Linked DNA regions of Mus musculus: regions 1, 2, 3, 5, 6 and 7 are each linked to region 4. Evidence: chromatin contacts called from public HiChIP or PLAC-seq and promoter capture Hi-C data. All regions are on one chromosome and are shown on one strand. The core of a region is the stretch at or near the end of the contact, and the rest is flanking DNA. Distances in the headings are between cores, read along the strand shown.

Region 1 (3,016 bases), core at 440-2,939, 920 kb before region 4:
CTTTCATCCCCCTCTGGGCTGTAATTAGGACACAGAATCTCTAGCCACAGCCCAGGCTGATTCCAGGTGCCTCTTCCCCCTGGCAGCTTTTCTCTCCCATCCCTTCCTTGGGCTCAAGCTTTGATTAAGCTGATCTTCCTATTGTCTGGAGGCTTGAAGGGCTGTTCACAAGGAGACCCAGCTTTGGGTTACCACAGATGGAGCCAGTTCCCTGTACCCAGAGGGTACAGAGGCCTCCACACCTCCCCTCAAACACACATGGCCGATTGGACAGTATCTTCCTTTCTGTCTTTTAACCTGCCCACTTCCTCAACAGCTGAGGTGAAGGCAGGCAGCAGGGTGTGGGCTTTTCTAAACAGGGACCTCAAAATACCTTCCTCAAAATGCCAAGCCTTTCCCGTGACCAGCCAGTATTGCTCCTGGAGGCTCCTGAGGTGCACCCCTATGTCTGTGCCTACTTAACCTACCTCTGACCTCCCTTGACTGAAAGCCAGACCCTCAAACTCCAGACCCCCTTAAGAACCTATCACACACCCCCAATATGAAGAAGATTCAAAGAGGGTCTCTCTCCCCTTGAAGCCCAGCATCTGGCCTCTCTGCCACAATGGCTCAGAGATTGTATTTTTTTGGATGTCTTTGCTGCTCCAGAGATTTGGCCTGGAGCCTCTCCTTGCTAGAGCCAGCTGCCTCCTTCCTGTGACACCCTACCACCCAAGCTTCTCCCAGAGATGACCCTAAACAGCCTCAAGCTCCATCCATGGTTCCCTTGTTCTTCTCAGCTCAAAGCTAGACTGGAGGGAGTGTCAGAGACGCCCACAGACAGCTCCAAAAGGCCTGCCCCAAAGCATGGAGTGGAGTACTGAAAGGAGGGCTCTCCCAACTTCCTATTTAAAAGGGGAAAAAGACGTCACAAATCTTGCTTAGAGTGGGTGCTATGTGTTTCATTTTTCTCAAAAAAATTTTTTTCCAGGAAGCCACTTTGTAGGTTATTTGTGTGTTGGTGTGTGTGTGTGTGGGGGGGGAGCGGTGAGGGATAAGAAGGCAGAAGAAAGTCACGGGTAGGACTTAGGGAGGGGACTCCCTGAAACCTCTTTCAGAAACATTCTTTCCCTCAAACCTCTCTCTCTCTACCTCCCCACAACTTCCATCGGACCTCTCACCCTGTCCCTTTCTGAACACCGCAGGCGCGTCTCATCTCGCTATCCCAAGACCCTTGACCTTGGTCTTGAAGATTTGCGGGAGATGCCTGAGCTCTGACCCACAATTAGAGCTTAACCCCCAACCCCCCTGTAGTCAAGAAAAGCCCTGAGCCCTTGAGATGTTCAAGAGGGACCCACAGAGATACCCCAGGCCCCTGAACCAGTCCAGCCGGCTCCCTGACACTGTCTTAGTGGAGACTACCAACCTGACGCCCTAGCCCCTCTCTTCTAGCCCGGCCGAGACGCAGAAGGCAGTGACACTTACGGACCCGGGAGGGGGCCGGGGCCCCACGAGGCGACGGCGGGGGTGGGGCGGTTGTGGTGATGGTGGTTCGGCCGCCCGGGATCAGGCGAGTCTCCAGGCTCAGGCCCAGCTCCGGCCGCCCTCCAAGCGCCGCTGACCGCACGGTCGCGTGGCCGAGAGCTGCTGGAGGCAGGCGCGGCGGCGGTGGCGCGGGGGTTCCTGGCGGCGCGCCGCTTCTCCCGGCTCTGAGCGGCTCAGCGCCGCCTTCTCGGGCGGGCACGGCCCGCAGTGACGTCAGCGCGGCTCCCCCCCGCCCCCCCTGGCTTCACTCGGACCAGTGCGGAACCGAGAGGCGGAGGCAGGAGACGAGGGGCGCCCTGCCCTGCGACCCGGCCCAGCCTGCCCGCGCCCAGCTTGCATCCGAACAGCCCTCCCCGCAAACGCCCCGCTCCACTGGGTTCACCCAGAGCCACCAACCACCTGGGAAGTGGTGACAAGCAGAGGGCTGGAAGCCTCACAGGCAGCTCCAAGCCCAGGGATCCAGGATGCTCGGGGAAGAATGGAGAGCCTAGGATTTGAGGGACGTCTGCGCTCTGGATGCAATGGGGGCATTTGATCTTTTCACACACACAAGTGTTGGCTGAGGGAACCCACGAGGGATTGGCTGGTTTGGTGGTCGCAATGAGGGCTCGGAAGGGATTCTTTAGCTCGCAGGAACGTGTTTCGTTGACAGTCTGGGTTGCGTTCCAACCTGGATCACGCTCCTCCGAGACCCAGAGTGTCCCCTACCTCGCCTCATCCAGGGCGGTGCACCTGCAAACTCTTTGGGCCGCAAACCGGCCCCCGAGCCGCTGTCCAAATGCTGAATCCGGCCTCCCCGGGTCAGGCTCCAGAGCCCGGCTGCATCGCGCTCGGCATTGTCCACAGGGCGGGTACAGGGTTCTGGGACTCAGAGTCAGAGCCCCTGAAAATTCTAGTGCTCCAAGATGATATTAGGAAGCTACGAGGAAGGGGGCGAAAGGTCAAGAGGAGGCGGGAACAGAGAGGGCAGGCAGACCCGAGTGCCTGACCTGCGGAACCACCTCTTCCTCTTGCGTCCCTGTGGTTCGCTCAGGGTCCCTTCTGCCAGTGTGCTTCTCTCGCCACCACAGCAGGGGAGGTCCCTCCGGCCGAACTTGTCAGCGTGTCTCATCATTCATCCTGAGCCAGACAGACAGGCCAAGTTCATGAGCAACGCAGTTAACCCCTTGCAAACTGATCGCCTCCCAAAGGAGGGAGTTGAGCCGTTTGAATGGGGCATGCTCTCCCGGATTCCTAGAACACCACCTCCCGGAAGCTGTGCCTGCCACCGCTCCTTTCTTCTTCCTGGTCTTGCTCTGATTATTTCCCCTGCTACTTTATTTTATTTATTTATTTATTTATTTATTTATTTATTTATTTATTTATTTATTTATTTTTACTGTGTTGGTCTCCACGATCTTCCTAGATGCCTCCTCTTAAAATTAGTTTGAGATCAGTATAGTTGGTTTTCTAGACGTCTTCTCTTCCCGGGTTGTGCTGGTGTTCATGGTGG
Region 2 (2,935 bases), core at 163-2,662, 840 kb after region 4:
TCATGGCTTCACACTTCCGTTTGTCTCCTAGACAATTTTAATTATTCTTACAAGATATCTATATTTTCCTTATGAAGATTTTTTTAGATACTAAAGATATACTTTTATTTTTGTATTCTATACTTATTCTTGATTTTCATCCTTTATAGTGTTAAGGTTTGGATAATAAGATGCTTCCAAGAGACCCTGTTTACCAGCTCCTTTAGCATAGACCTGCTATGTGGCATGCACATCTTGTTCATCTACTGATTTTGTCTCATGGTATTTACTTTACTTTAAGGCCCTGGCATTTTTCGATATAGCTCAGTCCTGGGTTTACTAGTGAGCTTAGACAGTGTAGCACTTGATGGGCAGGGATTTGTTGGAAACAAAAAGGAGACCATGAATTTCCAACTTCCAGATAATTTTTACATTAATGTATCTGGTGAAAGTTTGCATCTTATAAAGAAAACAAACTTGAATATCAAATTCTCAAGTTTTCTACTCCCTAATTTTTCTTTTTGCTTGTGAAAGGACAGCATTTTCCCATTTGTCTCTATTTAAGGGACCCTGGTTTTCTCCATTAAAGACCAGGCCTGATTTTGAACAAACCTGTGGAAATATACATGAGGCATCAGCTCTAGGAACAGACAAACCCTAAGTCCCAGAAACTAGGCCATAAGGCACCAGTTCCAGGGACAGACCATACAATCCAGAATAAGCTCATAAAACGCCTCCTCAAAACAGCCTGGTGATACTCACAAAAGTGGGGAAATACCTTATTTCAGAATGGGCCAAATGTGGTGGACTGCCCTATGTCATCACATGATTGAACGTTCATGACATGGGAATGCAGACTACTGAGCACCTGCGACTCCCTAGCACCCACCAAAATTTTTTAAATTACCCAATCCTTCTAGAGAGGTCCTCAGTTCCCTATAAGAAGGCCTGTGTGCCTTTAATTGAGGTGGCTATTTCAATGAATGGTTGACCGCCTCCCCATGCTCTTTGTTTTAGCATACTATCTGAATCTGGAGTCTTCCTTCAGTGATTTTCAGACCCTTACACATCTCTTAACACACACAAAAAAAATGTTGAAAGGTGATAATTTGTGCTACCTCTTATTATGTAATCCACTGGATACATGTACATGAGTGCATGTGTGTGTTTGCATGTGTGTGTGTGTGTGTGTGTGTGTGTGTGTGTGTGTGTGTGTGTGTGAGTGTGTGTGCATGCATTGGTGCCTGTGTTTGTTTGCTTGAGGATTTTTGATCCTCACTTTATAACAGGTCCAGCATGGCCTTGGTAGAGACAGAATGACAAGGTTCCTGCCCCTGGGACAAAGCCAGTGGTCATGGGCTTCCAAGAATGTAGATGGCTGCCATGGCCATAAGACTTGTTTAATAATGTACATGTTTTACATTACTCCTTTAAGGAATGTCCTCCCTGTTAACATCAATGACTCCATGACAATCCGACAGCATGAGTCCAAGAGGCAGAGGTATGGCTAATGCTTTAGCAAAATGGTAAATGCTGGTACCTTCAGGATAGCCCTTAAACCTGTGGAAGAACTCTAAAAACATGCGTCCAAAATATATGTGATTTCTCAATTATATAAAATATAAGAATGCAATATGAATTATGAAGGGCTTCATGAATCTAAAGGAACAGAGGTAGCTACACTTTGAACCAGTTTGTCAGAAAGATACAAAGGCAGGCAGATTCCTGAGTTCAAGGTCAGCCTTGGACACAGAGAGTCTAGGCCCAGGTGTGATAGAAATGCTAATTTCAGGACAGGGTCCCCACCCAGCTAGCTTATCATCTGTCCTTAACAGAGGCAGGCAGACGTCTGCATTCTTTTGCAATGTTAAAAGAAAATGTATGCTTGCAGTTTCCAAAGTCTTAAGGGGCTGGGGGTCACCAGATGGTGACTTATGCTGACTTTTGAAAATCAAAAGGAAACCTGGAGTAAATGACTGGATTGATGTGCAAAATAAAGGACCGGGCTTAGGATCTGCAGCAGAGGAACTATCCAGAGAATTCTTCAGAATAGCAAGAAAGAACTGCTTGAAGAACTGTCTCAAGCAGAACATAGACAGAGAGCTGTCTGGAGATCTCCAGAGAAAGTAGATCAGAGAGAAAGAAAGCAGAAGACAGAGAAAACAGGCTGGAAGGCTGTCTCCAGCAGAGCATAGGCTGCCAGCTTGGACCCACAATTTGAAGTCAAGTCCTTTGTTTTCACCACTCCTAGACACCTCTTCTCTCAGATCCCCTTTCCAAGCTGAGGCTGAACATTGTCAATTTTAGGTGTGACAGGGCTCTTTGTAAGGCCAGCTTTATGCCCATTTGTAATGGCAAGTGTCAGGTCTAGTTTCATGTCCAAAAGTGAGTTGGAAATTCATTGACATCAGGGGACCTGACTTTCCAGGATCTCAGCATCTCAACTGTTTCCTGTAGGCTTCTATCTCTAACTAAATATTCCAGGCTTACCTTAAGTACTGGTCTACTTCTCTGAGCACCACATGTTCATCTCTCTCTCCCTTTCTCTCTCTCTCTCTCTCTCTCTCTCTCTCTCTCTCTCTCTCTCTCTCTCTCTCCCTCCCTCTCTCTCTCTGTATGTATACATGTATGAATGTATGTATGTATGTATGTATGTATGTATGTATGCATGCAATAACCTAGCCAATTGCTTACAGTTTAAACTAGGAAGACAATTTCTTCTTAACCATATCAAATATATATATATCCCTTGTGTCTTAAATAGTATCACTTTTAAATATTAATCTTTCACTTTAAAATCCATAAAAATAATTGACATTATGGAAACAGTAATTATAGCTTGTTCCTAAAATTCTCCAAAGACTAGAATTAAGAAGCAGATCGTGAAATCAAAGGAAGCAATTTGAGAGTGAATGATGGGAAATACTCTATTGCTCTCCACAACAGGTAGCAAGCT
Region 3 (3,025 bases), core at 473-2,972, 720 kb after region 4:
CTGTGGGTTTTCCCTCTTCAGTTAAACAATTCTAGAAACAAGTTCACTGAAGCACAGATGTATTGATTGTAAACTCAGTCAAGTTGGCAGTGACGATTAGCCATCACAATTAATAACAAGCTGCCAGCAAAAGCCATGCCTGTGTGCTTCAAGCATTTTTTTTTAAATGAGAGTTGACAACCTGGATTTTCTTTCTCAGCTAGTAGTTTGACTTTGGGGTCCTATATATATTTTCTGTATGATCCACTCTACTGCAAAAATTTACTTCAAATCTCTTAAGCCAGTTCTGGAATAATGGACTCTCATCTCCCAGAAAGCACTGGCCTTTTTATGAAAATTAATCCATTTTTTCAAACCTGCATGCACAATCAATCAATCAGTTCCACAGAATAATTGGAAATTGGGTTATACCTAAAACAAGGTATATGGTTCCTTGTATGTGAGGATCCTACATCATCACTTTGATGGTTACTTCAGCTAAACTCAAATCCTTGTCTTTACAGTTTTTTACCTGTTGGTTTTGGCATAACCTGTCTGAGTTCACATTCATTCTTTAAGAATTTAAAGGCACTATTTATGTTTGCCAGGACTTCAGGGTGATGAGTAGCAAAACCAGTCTATGTCTTACCAGCACTGATGTTTTCAGCAGAAGCAAAATTAAACTACTGGGCAGTCCTTCTGTAGTCCTTCAGAGAATAGTCCTTCTAGAAACCCTGCAGAGAAAAAGGTAGAAAGAGCCGGAAGACAGAGGAGATGGAGAACTCCAGGATAACAAGGCCCTCTAAAACAACTGAGCAAATCTCATATGAACTCGCAGAGAGGGAAACAGCAAACACAGGGCCCACAAACATCTGCCCTGGATCTTCTGCATATATCCTATAGCTTCCAGTACCTTCAAGGGATGCCTGGATGTGTGGGTCTCTGACTTTTCTTCTTTCTCTTGCAGCTCTTATTTTTCTGTTGGTTCATCGTGTCTAACTTTGGTATGACAGTTTTTGCTTTATCTTATTATATTTTACTTTGTTATGTTTTGTTGTTATCTCTGAGAAGCCTGTTCTTTTCTAATGAGAGGCAGGAACACAATGGATCCATACGGAAGAACAGGAGAGGAACTGGGAGGAGGAGAGGGAGAGAAAACTATATTCAGATTCTAATGTATGAGAAAAGGATCTGTGTTTAATAAAAGGGGTGGGCTACTGAATACTTACTCCTTGTTGACTTAAGTATGTCCTTTTTCTGAACCTTGACCCACATCCCTCTGTATACATCATTCTTGCCCCTTCCTGCAGCGACGTCTTCCAGCTTTCCTTGGTTTCCTGCTGTTCACTGAGCCAGTCACTGCAGTTTACAGACACTCCACATCTGGATGATGTGTGATCCTAAAGAAGTACAACTTGCCTTTCAGGTGCAGGAGGGGTTGGGAAGGGAAACACGCTTTATTTTTATTTTTCATAGCTAAGAGCTTGAAGTGAGCCTGCCATGAAGCCCATTTTAACCCCGCAGAGTGAGTGAATCAGGCTGTGCCCAGGCTTTGCAGAGCCATTAGGTGCTTCTGTGGCTTCCAGCCTGTGTTTAGTGTGTTGAGTAAGCAACCAGAGTCCACGGAACAAAGCTCACTCCAGTGACCTATCAGAGATGCTTTTATTTCTTCTACTCTGAGCTAGTACCAGATATTCACCGACGTGTACTTAAAAATAAATAAGAGCCATATAATTACCTCCTAGATAAGACAGAGTGATACTGTGCAGACCACATTCACTTCATGACACGGTGCTGGCTGCTGGCCTCTCTGTACATTGTTTTTACCAATGGTCAAACACTCTGCCTTAATCAGGAGAGATTCCAATTTCTCCTAACGGTCTATTCCCAGAGATGCAGATTCACTGAGCTTGTTCAGAGCACAGAAATCCCCATAGCTCCTGAGCTCCTGCATATATTTCTGGCTGCTGGGCAGCAGACAATTCCTCTAATATTGATTCAGAGGGTACTAGACATGAAGCCAGGCAAGAAAAAGCAACAGGTCGGCGGGGATGAACACGTCTTTCTATTCCATGACGATCATTTGCTAAGGAGGAGGCTGCATTTAAGAGTTTTCCATTCTAAGGGGTCACCATAAATAATGCTGACACTTCACATCTCGTTTTTGTTGTTAGAGAGAACAACAGAATTCATGAGAGTTTAAGACAAAATACTTCACTCTGCACTACACACTGAAATCCATTGGGAAACTGGCTAGCAGATGAAGCTCGAGTTTCCTCTCAGAAACATAGTTGACAATGATAACCTTAGTGTTTCTGATGCTGGTAACATTGCTTTTATGCAGGGTATGGTCTATGCAGTGTCCATATCTTCCTTTAGGAAAATATTCCTGTAGTATTCTACGCAAAACATTGTTCTATTCTGCCAATACTATTTAGCAAAAGCTGCATGATAAAAGTAATAGGCCTTAGTCTTCTGAGACATATAACCATATCTGAATCAAGTTGCTCTCAGCTCTTACACACATGCTTTATGTCTAAATGAAGCCTTGATATTGTGACCTTGACTTTGGACATTTTAGTCTTTCCACTAATGTGTGTGTGTGTGTGTGTGTGTGTGTGTGTGTGTGTATGTGTGTGAGATAATACAGGCATATGACTGAGCCTCCCAACCCCAGGTCTTCTTAACATCAGAGTTAGCTGTGTTCCTTCTGGCTTTATTACCTCAAGACTGTGCACTCACTAACCCCCTCCATGTATCTGATGGGAAGAATACTAGAATGGGTAAAGGCAAATTCGTAGAAATAATACACTTGTTGTATTGGCATCTTGAGGACTAAAGGAAACAAAAGCATCTCTATATACCTGAGGCCAATCAGGAGCACAAAGGGTGATGTCTCTCCCATGGTAAAAAGAGAGAGAATAGGAAGACCCAAGCAGCTAGCTTGTCGACAGTCACTGACTTAGAAAAGAAAACCATGCTATCCCCTGTTCCTGCTCTCTTCTGCTTATATCTTATGATCATGATGGAGACTTTGAGAAAGCGT
Region 4 (3,020 bases), core at 47-2,546:
CTCTTTCTCTCCTTCTCTGGTCCCTGTTTGTCCAAGGCGGAACCCATAACGCACCGCCAAGAAGGAGCAATAGGCTCAGGGGCACTCAGTGTGCCATGCCACGCAGTCCCCTCCCAAGCTGAGCCCAGCTCCCGGGACTCTTGATTACCCAAATGAGTGTCATTCAGATCTAGGTCTGCACGTCTGCGGCCGGCGTCCCTGGCTGCCTCGCTCGGGTTCCTGTGCGCTCCTGATTCCCGTCACTGTCCGTGAGCCCGAGACCCTCACTCAGGCTGGGGAGCATCCCGGGTCACCTGGGCCACGCTCATTTCGCTTCCTCCTGCGGAGGAGATTGCAGCAAAACCGGGCAGCACGAGGGCCAAAAAGTGGAAGGGAGAACGCCTTTCGTGTTGCTCAGTCAGCTTGCCAACTCTCCCTCCCCAACGCCGACCCTCGGAATCCCAACTGCAACTTTTCCTTTCCGTCTCGTTTTCCCCTCGGCTGCAGCGAGCGGGCGCGGGCGTGGAGCGGGCGGGCAGCGGCGCGGCTGCGGGTGGCGGTACCGGCGAGAGCCGAGAGCCGGCGAGTGGGTGGGTGGGTGGGGAAGCAGGAGGGAGAGGACGGGCGGGGAGAGAGAGGGGTGTGGGGAGGGGAGGGAGGGGGAGATTCCGCTCTCCTGCCTCTCCCAGCCCGGGCGGGGGGCGGGGGGGGGGGAGGAGGCCGCGAGGAGGGAGGGGAGGAGGGAGGGAGGGAACCGAGGAAGACGCTCCGATAACCCGTGCGTTTCGTAAGGCTCGGAGCACTTGTACATTTCTGCAGGCGCGTAGCGAGCCATTCGCCGCGACTGCTGCAGCTCTGACTGCATCTTCCTTCTCCTCCTTCCTCCAGCTCCGCGCGTGTGTATGTGAGTGTGTGCGAGTGTGTTTTGCAGGTGTGTCCGTTTTAATTCTGCCTAGGAGGTGGGACTTGGTGACTTTAGCACCATCTTTTTTTCTTTTTTTATTATTATTTTTGCCTTCCCACCGTCTGTTGTTACAACCCTGCAAAGTCTCGGAGTCGGAGAGCGCGCCTCGTTTCCAGAGCTTCTGGACCCCGCAAGCCGGCGAGCGCCGAGCCGGCCACCATGCCCGGCAGACCGCGCCACTAGGCGCTCCCCGCGGCTCCCACCCGGTGGCGGCGGCGGCCGCGATGGTTTCCGACGCTGAAGGATTTTGCATCTGATCGTTCGGCGTTTCAAAGGCAGAGGCCCCCCTCCCCCTTCCCCCCTCCCTCGCTGTCTTTGTTTCCTTCCCCCCCTGCTCTCCCCACTCCCCCCACCCCACCCCCCTCTCCTCTCCTCCTCCTCCTCTTTTTTAGAAGCAGCGATCGGAGATGGATGTCTCTCTTTGCCCAGCCAAGTGTAGTTTCTGGCGGATTTTCTTGCTGGGAAGCGTCTGGCTGGACTATGTGGGCTCCGTGCTGGCTTGCCCTGCAAATTGTGTCTGCAGCAAGACTGAGATCAATTGCCGGCGGCCGGACGATGGGAACCTCTTCCCTCTCCTGGAAGGGCAGGATTCAGGGAACAGCAATGGGAACGCCAGCATCAACATTACGGACATCTCAAGGAATATCACTTCCATGTAAGTCAGGCGGCCGCTACCCAGCCCGCCCCCCACCCCCGCCCCAGCTTCGCGTCTCCGTCTTGCCCGCCCGCGGCCCGGGAACTGGCCCTGCGCTCCCCAGCTCGCCTCTGTTCGCAGCCCGCCGGGTGCGCATCAGGCTCGCCCTGGCTCGGGAGATGCTGTAGGGCTGCGTGTTTCAGGTGACTCCAGCCCTAGCCAGGCGTGATTTGATGATGCTGGTGGGTACCTCTCCCTGGAGAGGACCCTTCCGGGCGGAGTGCACCCGGGCCCAGCTCCTGTCCCCGCCCCCACCCTCTGCCTGCTCGTTTCGAGGGTGCGAATTGGGTTCTATGCCCCCCACTAAATAGCAACAGTTTGGCCACGCTCAAGTGGAATAAAGTAGAGGCGTCTCGTTTCCCTGACAGGCGGTGGCAGATAGCGGCGGCAGAGGCAAAGCTTAGCCTAGCCTTGGAGGGAAGGTGACAGATAGGGACTGCTTGAGAACCAATCGGGATTTTTTAAAAAAAAAACTGTTTCCCTTTGGAGAGAGCAAAACATGCCAATAAGTAAACAAGTTGGAAGCTGGCTTCTCCCGAGGAGACTTCGGACGTGTTCTGGCCGTCATGGACGCCTACCTCTTTGCTTTTCCTCCCCCCCACCTCCCGCCGCCTTCTCCAACCCCATTTTGGGCATTTCCGAGACATCCCCCCCTTTCCCACCCTCATCTGCATCTGGGCGCCTACAGACCCTTTCCTGGCTTGGGCTTCCATAACTGCCCAGGGTAATTCTGAGTCAGGTTGCTGGAGGCAGGAGAGAGAGGACGACCTGGGTTTTGGGAAGGAAATTTCTTTCACAATTCTGCGGTTCCTTCCCCCCACCCCCTTTCTCTCAAAAATTGAACTCTGCGTGGCGTTTGGCTGGTTTGCCCCGGCTGAGTGGGACCCTGTGTAGTGGCCTGCTCTTTTCTTGTTGTGTTTCTTTGGTAGGGATGGGGCCAGAGGCCTGTGAAGGAGTGAAAGGAAGAGTCAGGGCCAGGAGCCTGCATAGCCTTTCTTTCATTCTTCATTCTTCAGCCAGGTGACCACCACCCCTCTGACCTCTCTGCCCCAGGAAGGAGAAGGGTGTGGATAGCTCTTGGATGCTCGGAGGGCAGCTCATTGGTTTTTGCCCCGTGCTCTCATCCCTTGGGAGCCCCAGGACTGACTAGGACGGTGGCCAGGCTCTGAGGGAGACGTTTAGGGTAGCTCTTTGCCTTGGGGACGGACTAGAGCAAGAAGGGACCCAGTGTGCTGTGGCTACTGCCCTCTCAGTGTCCACCCCCTCCCCTCTTTGCTCCAACCATTGCCTCAGGACTACAAAGCCTGAAGGAATTGGAGTCAGGCTCTCTCCAAAGCCCACCAGTTCTCTTGGTATAAGAGAGACCAGCTTGTGTTCTTGCAG
Region 5 (3,125 bases), core at 457-2,956, 940 kb after region 4:
TGGTCAAGAAGAATTCTGATGATGATTATAGGAGTTGTCTCAAATTATACAGGTGTCAAGGTCATAAATAAAGAACAGTAGTTGGGGAGATGTTGGGGACTTTTGAAAAAGTTGAAAAGTATAAAGTATTTTCCTGAAGAGTGAATGGATCATGGGATTAGCACTAGAATACTAGATTAGTAAGACTTCTCTTTCCAGTTATGTGCATATGTTTAAAATGGTGAGGTCAGCACATTTATATTTCTACATCACATTGTGCAGTTAGAACTCAGAGAAGGGACTAGACAGACTTACCTAATATTTTAGCTCTACTAATTATATGTAAGGAATTGTTATATGAACACCAATGGAATTTAACATGGGAAGAATCTGGGAGACATTAAGAGTAAGAGGAGAAAGGGTATCAAAATTTAATTAGGTAGGAAGTGGGAAAGAGCAGGGTGCAGAGAATTATGACTGCTGGATGGCTGTGGCTGCTGGTAATGGTGGTCTCTGTATCCATAGATGATGGGGGAAAGAAAGTCATATGGCAAAAATATCAGGGTAAGAAATGCTGATAATATTGACAATTTCATCTTATATGTAGGGAATAATCAGTGAGTAAGAGCAATGCTGGGAAAAAAATAGGAGCTGCCTAGGAAAGGAGTCAGGAAATGACCGAACAGGTTACTCTTGACATAATTTCATGTCAAGGGATTCAGAGTCGGAGGCTCTGATTTAGCTGGAAAAGGCAAAAATAGAGATGTAGATAACATCAAGGACTGTGCTCCTCTAGCAAACAGATATAGAAATTTAGGATGCTATGGAGAAACACACACACACACACACACACACACACACACACACACACACACACACACTACTCTGATTGGGCTCTAAGGAAAATCATTCTCAGAGTAGACTGAGTCTAGTTTATATAGGATTTAAGGGGAAATAGTGGGAGAAAAGTTCAAGATTGCAGGAGTTATTTTTATCCTTTCTATGACAAAATACCAGAGAAATAAGCAACCTATGGAGAGAAGGGATTTTTAAGGTTCATACTTTGAAGAGAAAGGCTTGGCAGAAAGAGCTTGAGGGAGTTAGTGACACTGCATCTGCAGTGTGAAGGAAGACAGCAATTAGGGCTGGTGTTCAGCCCACTTCCTCCTTGATGCTTAATCTTAGACCCCAGCACAAGAAATGGTGCTATTCACATGCCCACATTTATAGTGAGATTTACCAGCACTATTGACCATATCTAGAAAAATTCCTTAAAGGTATGCCCAGGTATTTGTTTCATACTAGATGATTCTAGGTCCTGTTCAGTTGATAATATCAACAATGACAGAAGGTATAAGAGACATAATTGCCAGTGTACTTGAAATTACAGCAAGTAAAGGGGGAAGGTTATGGATGCTTCGGAGTACTGAAAATTGAGACCAAAAAGGACTCTATTGTAGCACTGGACCAAAGGGATGAGTAAGGTCTGCAATCTGAGTGTTTCCTTTAATACAAAAAGGAATAGGGAACTAGTGGATTATAGGCAGGCGATAGTGAAAATCAGATTGTCCTGGGCTTACAGCTGCATGTCATGTCCTCATGGATTTCTGTGGATGGGAACCAGGATCAAACAAATTAGGCAAGGAGTCGATGTCCACCTGCATAAGTATGGCTCAAAGGTAGCAGTGGTGGCTTTACTGTGTGTGCAGGACTCCCTTTGAAACTTTGAGCACCAACTGAAGAGTTTTGAAGAACTTGGTTACAGCTTCCTGCACACAGAACCTTCTTAGCACTTGTCAATGGAGTGTGAATAAATTCTTGGGAAGCTTCATTGACTAATGAAGTTGGGTGCCCATTGATTGACCTTTCTGCTGGTGGGTTTTAATGCTGAAAGTTTTCATGCTGTGGTTAAATATACTTCACAGCTGGCTGTTTTGCACTGGGAATCCTTTATGGAGGAGAAGCGCCACTGGCAATCCATCAGAAGCATGATTTTGTTGTACCAGGCATGTGTTTAAACAGACCCCTAGGGCAGTGGCCATAAGAAAACAAAGACTTCTCTTGCCACTGAATGCCAGGCTTCAGACTTTCACATGTAGTCCAGGCCTAGAACTCCTTTGGTCTCTAAGCACTCTGATTCCTGGGGATATGGCAATGTCATTCATTGTTTCTTGGCTGTCCTTGTAGGCTCACTGTCACTTCTTTCTGAGGGTAGCAAATAGCTGACTCTGAGGGAGTCTAGTGCCCTGTGTTTACTGCTCATGCTAATTTGGCTCTGCTGTCAAAGTGTCTGCAGTTTCTGCTGCTCTGCAGGCTGGAAATACACAGCTAGATGCCTGGGAGATGACAAGCAGAAACATTAGACAGGCCATGCAATGAAGCTGTAAATGGGAGGAGAGTAGATGGGGAACACTGACAAGTGGCAGAGAGAGAAAAGTGACAGAGAATGAATTCCCTAGGGGACAATTAGTGAAATATGCCCCAGTGAAACAGCAGCCCCGAGTTCCAAAGACAATTCTCAATTAAGTCCTCAGATGGTTGGCTGCACAGAGTTGATGAATTGGTTTATTCCTCATCACTATCTACAGAGTATCTTCAAACACCCCCATCCCCATCTGTTTCATTAACAAATTAACTTAAATCCACAATGCTAGCAAAGAAACAGAGTGGCTGCTCTATGACAAGCGATCAAAATCCATTCTTGGAACCATCCTCATGGAAGGCTATGCAGGGACTAGAGCTGAAGAATCAAAGGGGTTTTAAGGAGGACTTTTGCTTTGAGGTTTCATTTCATTTCACTGCAGAAAATAAAAGTGCAAGAAGAAGATTAGAGAAAAATAAATAAACAGATTGCATTATCATCCTTTGTCATCCTGCAAAGGCTTTAAGGAGATTCTGGCCATATGATATCTTTGACCTGGTAAGTGAAGATTTACAAAGATATTTTAACAGAATATACTCTGGCCAATTTCTCCTTATCTTTATGCAAGAATGAGTAGAGGGAGAGATCAGAAGTCACAAGCGCCAGCTATGTTGTAGTCTAAGGCTTAAAGGTTAAAGGCTTTGGATAAGAGCCAAATAGGCATGTATAGTATCTTTGTTTCTGTCTTAATCCTTCTCATCAATAAGGAAGAATTGATGGTTTT
Region 6 (2,990 bases), core at 297-2,796, 810 kb after region 4:
CTTGCCACATCTTCCAGTATTTCTCATATAAACATATTTCCAAATTCTTAACATGGCTATTTCATACTGCAGAGTTGCCTTACTTAGGACACCACTAACCACTGCCTATGATTATGACTTTAGATATTAGAATAGTATGGGGGAAACTTCTGGGAGAGTTGTCAAGTATGTGATAAACCACTATGATTAAAATGCTTCATGAAAGATATTGTGCGTGATGGCATTGCAAAGTGGAAAGGGACAAGAATGGGAATTGTGGCTGCCTAAAATAATACTCAAATCCTGACTGACCTTAGCTGACCTTCCATACAGCACTACAACTATAATTTCAATCTTCATGTTAGCAAACCATAACAGATAACATATATGAATACCCATTGTTCTGTAAACAGAATCAACGTGTAGTTTAGTGTGAGTTACAGGTCTAGTAGGAAGACAGAGTTCGGTCAAATTAAGAGGTTTTATTGAAAACATTCCTTTCATAGGTTAGGACTCAGTAACCAAAGGCATAGTGGGAGGGCACCTAAGGATGTAGTATGGGTACTTGAAAAGCTAAAATCTAGCTATGGAGAGAATCCGAATTTTCTACGACCACCTACATTTGAAAACAATAGAGCAGATACAGCCGCCATCCTCTCTCCCCCTGCCTGTCCTCTTAGTCTCTCATCTTCCTGATCTTCCTCACTGGCCAAATCTGCTTCATCCTCAAACCCATGTGCTTCTTCTCATTCCAAATATTGCTAACTCAAGTACAGAGATGAATTTGAGAGAACCACAAAAGTTAGGGAAGAACTATCAGGTGGTAGCCAGAGGCATAGCATACAGCAAAACTTGCTGAGCACATCATAGAGAAGGGTGTGTATTAGTAACTTATTGTTGCTCTTATAAAATACCATCTCCAAAGGCAATTTATAGAAGGAAGAGATTATTTAGAATTCTGAATCTAGATAGATAATGCAGGAGAAACGTGGCAGAGTGGTCAGAGCAGGAAGTTCAGAGATTATATCTGAAAGCAGAGGAAGCCAGTGAGGGACGATGGAAGCTGAGTGAAGCTGTAAACTGACCAAGGCCACTCCAAGTGACATACCTGATTTAGTAACTAGAATGCCTATCACTTCCCCGAGGAGTACTAACAACTAGCATTGAAGTACTTAAACACATGAGCCTATGGGGGTGGGGGGCAAGGCATTCTCATTCCAACAACCATGTATGATAGGGCTTGGCTGAGGTCAGAAACCTGTCTAGAAGAGGATATGAGCTGGGGGTTGGGGGGGGGGCGCAGGCGGTGGAGACGCGAGGTGAGGAGGCTTTTTCACAGATATCGATAACATTCATCACATTGCCACACATTGTGTGTCTTTTTCGAATTCTGGAGGCAATGGCAGATGTTTTCAAAAGAAAGAAAAAAAAAACAGGGAGAGTGATGCAAAAAGAAAGAGTCTCTTTAATCTGTGTTTTTGACCCACTCATGTCAGGCAAAGAAGAGAAACAGAGCAGCTCAGTTCCTGTTGGTAAGTTGCCATGGAGATGGCTCCCACGTGATCTCCCGTCATGACTCACCACTGCAGGAACCTCCAAACTTAATTATTTATTAATAGGCTTTTACCAGGGCAGCCTCCAGAGGTGGAACATCTTGTTTCCATGGCAGGGACAGCGGTGAGAAACGGAGGGGCACAGAAGTATGCAATTACAAAGAATTAATTAGAACCTCTGTAAATGCACTGATGAACATGCTTTAGGATAAACTGTGCTGGGATCTGAGGGCACTTAGGTGTCTGGGGATAAAAGAGAATGAACAGCAGGTCTCCAGTAATCAGTTTTCCTGTGGCACCTGAAGAGCCTCCTATATGATTCTGTCTGTGAACTAGTTTTGCGGAATGGACCACTAAGCTGTGAATTCTAGGGATAAGAACTACCTAATTCTAATAAAACTAAATGCAAACCCACAGATAGACAATACGTAATGTTTCAGTGTTTGTTCAGTTTGTCAAGCACAGCATGATCAGATGGCTTTGAAAAACCAGTTCATAGTGAAGTGCTTAGACTTCATATGATTTTGAGGATACCACAACAGAGGCACATACTGGTGGACAATGTGGTTCTTTGAGTACCTAATCACCAGTGCAATGCCATGTGAGTTTTTTTCCTTCGTGTTCAAATCATAGGAATGGATATGCACCAGTAAAAACAGTGCTATATTTTTAATATAAACTTAAAAGTTGAAATGCCTCCTACATGCTCATATCCTGGTTGCTTTCTCCTCCGCTGATGGGGCTAATTTGAACAATCGTGCTGAAGTCTTTAAGTGTGAGGACATCGCTGGTAAGCATTAGGTATGTAGAGATGAGCCTCTGCAGGTTACAGCCTGGCTCTCTACTTCTTGATAGTCAGTAACATGAGGAGTCTCTACCAGACATTCTCACCTCCTCAGAACCTCATGCATTCCTCAGTGGGATGGGCTGACACTCTTGGAAAGTATGAGCTAGCATAAGCTTTTCTCCCTTGGTTTCTCTCTGGTATTCTGATCATGGTGATGCAAAAGTAATCAATACAAATAGCAAAGAGGTTTATGACATTGTTAACTTATTGGTTCATCCGGTTTTTCATCCCATCAAATACAGGACTATTTAGGCGCACCTTCGTACCTATGTCACGATGCACATATATAAATGATACCAATTTGACTATCTCACAGTGATTGACCCAAGGATGTTTCAATCTAGTGAGAGATATGACACATGTATATGGGTCATTATGTTTATAGCATACGGTTGTTAATTTTAAGAGCTGAATATATGAAAGGCTGTAAAAATAGATTAAATAAGTCACAACTATGTTGCAGACAGGGTAGAAACACTTTTTGCCAAAGATTAAATTAGTTGTCTCTACTCTTTCTTCTGTTATCACTGTCCCTCTGTCCCTAGAGAGACATGAAGAAATGTCTATTTACTTCAGATAGGGAACCAACAAGAGACTAGTGAAATGATCCC
Region 7 (2,864 bases), core at 264-2,763, 570 kb before region 4:
TGGGTCTTACATAGCTGAAGCTCAGTTTCCAACTCCTTGTCTAGCTGAGGACAACCTTGAATTCCTGGTCCAACTTCCCCACTTCCCACGTGTTGAGATTACAGGCCAGAAGCTTTTAAACAACTTTATCATATTATCATTATTACCATCATTATCATTAGTGTGTATGTGTGTGGTCACACATGTGACACTGGGTGGGTGCGTGGGTCAGAGGTCAGCTTTGTGGACTTGGGCTCTCTGCTTCTGTCTGCCTTCCTGATCGATTTGTGGGGATTGAGTTGAGGTAGCCGCACTCGCTCAGCAAATGCTTTACCCACTGAGCCATTTCTTTAGCCAGATCTATCTATCTTTCTATCTTTCTTTCTTTCTTTCTTTCTTTCTTTCTTTCTTTCTTTCTTTCTTTCTTTCTTTCTTTCCTTCTTTCCTTCTCTCTCTCTCTCTCTCTCTCTCTCTCTCTCTCTCTTTTTGTGATAGAATCTCATTCTGGTGGTTAGGGTAGCTGAAGATTCACCATGTTGTTCAAGCTAGCCTTGGACTTCCTTTAATAATCCAGTGTGCTGGCATTATAGGCTTGAACCACCACAGTGGCCAAAATCCTAAAATATTTCTAATTTGGGACTTTTACACAAGTTTGCCAATTCCTTTTTTTTTTTTTTTTTTTTTTGGCCTTTTCATGGTTTCTAAAGACGTTATGTCATCCTGTAGTGTCATTTTGCACAGATGTCTATCTAATGGAATGGTTGTGCATCTCTAAGCATTACTGCTAGGTCTTAAGGCGTTGATATGTGACATTTTGAAAGACATTACCAAATAAAGAAGCTGAGCTGGCGTATACTCTGTCCAAGGTCCGCGTGCCTCAGCCTGTTTGCCCCACAGCCTCTGCTGTTAACAGCCTGACACTTGCCGATCTGATAAAGGAGGAAACACTGTACTCATTGTAGCCTGAATTTGCTGTTCTCTGATTACAGATAAGAATTAGCATTTAAACTCTAAACAGTTATTTTTAATTAACTAAACAACAAATAATCAATAAACTCACACATTTAGGAAACAGGGTCCCATTCTATAGCCCAGACTAGTCTGGAACTCAATATGGATGGAGCCCACTCTGGGGATCCGATCTGGAACTGTCTGATCCTCCTGATTCAGCTTCCTAACAGTTGGGAGTACAAGCGTGAGCCACCACCACTCCTGGATTATTTTATTTTATTTATCTTTGCTGGGTTGGGGATCGAATCTAGGGTCTCCAGCATGCTTAGGAAAGCACTCCATTATCCAGCCACTTGTTAAAATTCCTCCTGAGCAATTTCCCCCTGTCCAGTCTATTCAGGAAGCCGGGGCCTGGCCTCAGGCTGAGGACTGGCAGCGGCATCAGGGCGTGGCTCGCCGGGAGGCTGAGGCACTGGACCCCCCACTTCAGCCCTCCCTCTTCCCACTGTGGTCTCGGAGCTCCGCCCAGAGTCCGCCCGGGGCTGTACGGGGCGGAGCCCTTGGGCCAGTGGGCGGAGCTGAGGCGCCTGATTTATTCCGGAGTGAGAGGAGCGGACGCAGGAACTCTCGAGTCCCAGCATCAGAGCGCGTGGACCTTTTCCCGCGTCCCGCAGCATGCAGGTCTCCCGTGTGCTGGCCGCGCTGTGCGGCATGCTACTCTGCGCCTCTGGCCTCTTCGCCGCGTCTGGTGAGTCCCTCTGGCCTCGCCCCTGTTCTGCCCGCCGCTCGGAAGTTCTCAGCGACGCCCTCCCTCTACTCCTACTGTTGACAAACTTGAGCAGAGCCTGGAGGGGGACGCTCAGGGGTAGGAGAGGCGAACGTGCCTCTGTGCTCTCTGCCCTGGGGCCTTGGGGCTGTGATAAGTAGCTTTTGCACTGAGTGGTGACCCTGGACACCCGGTGACAGCCTGGCCTCCCCCCCCCCCCGGCCCCCTCAGGGATGTGACTTACACATAACAAAGGAATCCGCTGCGTCGTGCCTCTTTCTTTTTTACCGCGTCTGTAAAGTGAGGCCACCGAACTGTGTCTGCTTTCCAATCCAAACAATTTGGGAGAGTCTAGGACTCTTGTGCGGGTACAACTCAAGCTAACGTTACCTGAAACTCTGTCCTGAACCCGCCTGGTTAGAGAATCCAATGAACTTTTGTGTCCCACTTGTTGGTGTTTGATCAGATAAGGGAAGGAATGACAGAGGGGTCAGTGCGAGAGACTGGCTTGTAGGTGGGGCTGGTCTGGAACTTAGAAAAGGGCTTCCTGCCCCCGGCTGACCTTGGCCAGCTGCTTTATCTCCCCTAACCCTTCTCCTCCTCCTCCTCCTCCTCCTCCTCCTCCTCCTCTGCTCTGAGGTCCCCAGTAGACGTCTGGGCTTCTTGCGGGATGCTGCTGGAGAGAGTTCATCATGAAAAAGCAGTGCCCACGTGGGGCAGCCCCTAAATCCTTTCTCATAGAAACGGGACTGGCGGCGGGACTGGAGTGATCACAGGCAGGAGAGATCACAGCTGTGTTCTGTCGCCCAGCACAGGATCTGACCTCGGGGTTGGAGCTGAAGGCATTGGGTGCCCCAAGCTTCCACGACCTGGAAACTCCTGGTCTGTCCACTCAGCTGGAAAGATGCTTGGGTCTCCTCTGACCCTTTCCACCCCTCCTCTTTGCCCCCCCCCCCCCAACCTGCACCCTGGCCAAATGTTCCTGGAGACACTTCCCAGAGAAGGACCCTGAAATCCCATAGGATTTTTAGAGGAGCTGGCCTCTCCTGGTCTCATATGCAGGTGGCCAGCCTCAGTCCCAACGCCACTGCTTCTGGCCACCTTCCACTTTCTGATTTCCTCTCTGAACCCTTGGTTTGGTTCCTGGTGCAGGTGTAGGGAAGGCTGA

Evidence for each region. Promoter capture Hi-C pulls out the DNA fragments that hold promoters and counts their contacts. HiChIP or PLAC-seq counts read pairs in DNA pulled down with a chosen protein or histone mark. Capture Hi-C pulls out chosen DNA fragments and counts their contacts.
Region 1: a contact with region 4 is called in a promoter capture Hi-C map of embryonic stem cells. The contact joins the promoter of Mir9-3hg here to the promoter of Ntrk3 in region 4. A contact is called at or near these places in 1 of 39 promoter capture datasets (embryonic stem cells) and 2 of 484 Hi-C or Micro-C datasets (both in embryonic stem cells).
Region 2: an H3K27ac HiChIP or PLAC-seq map of embryonic stem cells shows a contact between it and region 4, with 4 times the contacts expected there. The contact joins the enhancer-like site here to the promoter of Ntrk3 in region 4. A contact is called at or near these places in 6 of 39 promoter capture datasets (3T3-L1-derived adipocytes, cranial neural crest, maxillary cranial neural crest and 3 more), 2 of 484 Hi-C or Micro-C datasets (nephron progenitors and stem cell-derived neural progenitor cells), 6 of 115 datasets of contacts at active chromatin or transcription factors (embryonic forebrain, embryonic hindbrain, embryonic stem cells and 1 more) and 2 of 9 other capture datasets (adipose tissue and pancreatic islet).
Region 3: a contact with region 4 is called in an H3K4me3 HiChIP or PLAC-seq map of neural tube, with 6 times the contacts expected there. The contact joins the enhancer-like site here to the promoter of Ntrk3 in region 4. A contact is called at or near these places in 6 of 39 promoter capture datasets (the 3T3-L1 cell line, cranial neural crest, embryonic stem cells and 2 more), 7 of 115 datasets of contacts at active chromatin or transcription factors (VIP interneurons, embryonic basal ganglia, embryonic forebrain and 4 more) and 2 of 9 other capture datasets (embryonic stem cells and pancreatic islet).
Region 5: a contact with region 4 is called in an H3K4me3 HiChIP or PLAC-seq map of neural tube, with 6 times the contacts expected there. The contact joins the enhancer-like site here to the promoter of Ntrk3 in region 4. A contact is called at or near these places in 8 of 39 promoter capture datasets (the 3T3-L1 cell line, cranial neural crest, embryonic stem cells and 4 more), 4 of 115 datasets of contacts at active chromatin or transcription factors (embryonic forebrain, embryonic hindbrain, forebrain and 1 more) and 1 of 9 other capture datasets (pancreatic islet).
Region 6: a contact with region 4 is called in a promoter capture Hi-C map of hippocampal neurons, with 6 times the contacts expected there. The contact joins the enhancer-like site here to the promoter of Ntrk3 in region 4. A contact is called at or near these places in 6 of 39 promoter capture datasets (cranial neural crest, frontonasal cranial neural crest, hippocampal neurons and 3 more), 4 of 115 datasets of contacts at active chromatin or transcription factors (embryonic basal ganglia, embryonic forebrain, embryonic hindbrain and 1 more) and 3 of 9 other capture datasets (adipose tissue, embryonic stem cells and pancreatic islet).
Region 7: a contact with region 4 is called in a promoter capture Hi-C map of pancreatic islet. The contact joins the promoter of Mfge8 here to the promoter of Ntrk3 in region 4. A contact is called at or near these places in 1 of 39 promoter capture datasets (frontonasal cranial neural crest) and 1 of 9 other capture datasets (pancreatic islet).

The regions. Positions count from the first base shown.
Region 1 is chr7:79,498,699-79,501,714 of GRCm38.p6, reverse strand. It overlaps Mir9-3hg (Mir9-3 host gene), which reads right to left and starts at 1,689. Exons shown (of 3, transcript NR_040314.1): 1 at 1,465-1,689.
Region 2 is chr7:77,738,053-77,740,987 of GRCm38.p6, reverse strand. No RefSeq gene overlaps it. Among named protein-coding and RNA genes, the nearest start is that of Gm39038, 830 kb to the left of the region's middle. Within about 2 kb of position 1,412, at least 5 of the 459 cell types and tissues checked have an H3K27ac peak or open chromatin away from gene starts, as enhancers often do. A contact at or near this core is called in embryonic stem cells, where this site is marked.
Region 3 is chr7:77,856,903-77,859,927 of GRCm38.p6, reverse strand. No RefSeq gene overlaps it. Among named protein-coding and RNA genes, the nearest start is that of Gm39038, 720 kb to the left of the region's middle. Within about 2 kb of position 1,722, at least 3 of the 459 cell types and tissues checked have an H3K27ac peak or open chromatin away from gene starts, as enhancers often do. A contact at or near this core is called in neural tube, where this site is marked.
Region 4 is chr7:78,576,114-78,579,133 of GRCm38.p6, reverse strand. Ntrk3 (neurotrophic tyrosine kinase, receptor, type 3) reads left to right here and starts at 1,296. Exons shown (of 17, transcript NM_008746.5): 1 at 1,296-1,598. The coding sequence starts at 1,351.
Region 5 is chr7:77,632,097-77,635,221 of GRCm38.p6, reverse strand. No RefSeq gene overlaps it. Among named protein-coding and RNA genes, the nearest start is that of Gm39038, 940 kb to the left of the region's middle. Within about 2 kb of position 1,706, at least 10 of the 459 cell types and tissues checked have an H3K27ac peak or open chromatin away from gene starts, as enhancers often do. A contact at or near this core is called in neural tube, where this site is marked.
Region 6 is chr7:77,770,502-77,773,491 of GRCm38.p6, reverse strand. No RefSeq gene overlaps it. Among named protein-coding and RNA genes, the nearest start is that of Gm39038, 800 kb to the left of the region's middle. Within about 2 kb of position 1,546, at least 47 of the 459 cell types and tissues checked have an H3K27ac peak or open chromatin away from gene starts, as enhancers often do. A contact at or near this core is called in embryonic basal ganglia, hippocampal neurons and second pharyngeal arch cranial neural crest, where this site is marked.
Region 7 is chr7:79,147,709-79,150,572 of GRCm38.p6, reverse strand. Mfge8 (milk fat globule-EGF factor 8 protein) reads left to right here and starts at 1,513. Exons shown (of 9, transcript NM_001045489.1): 1 at 1,513-1,678. The coding sequence starts at 1,606.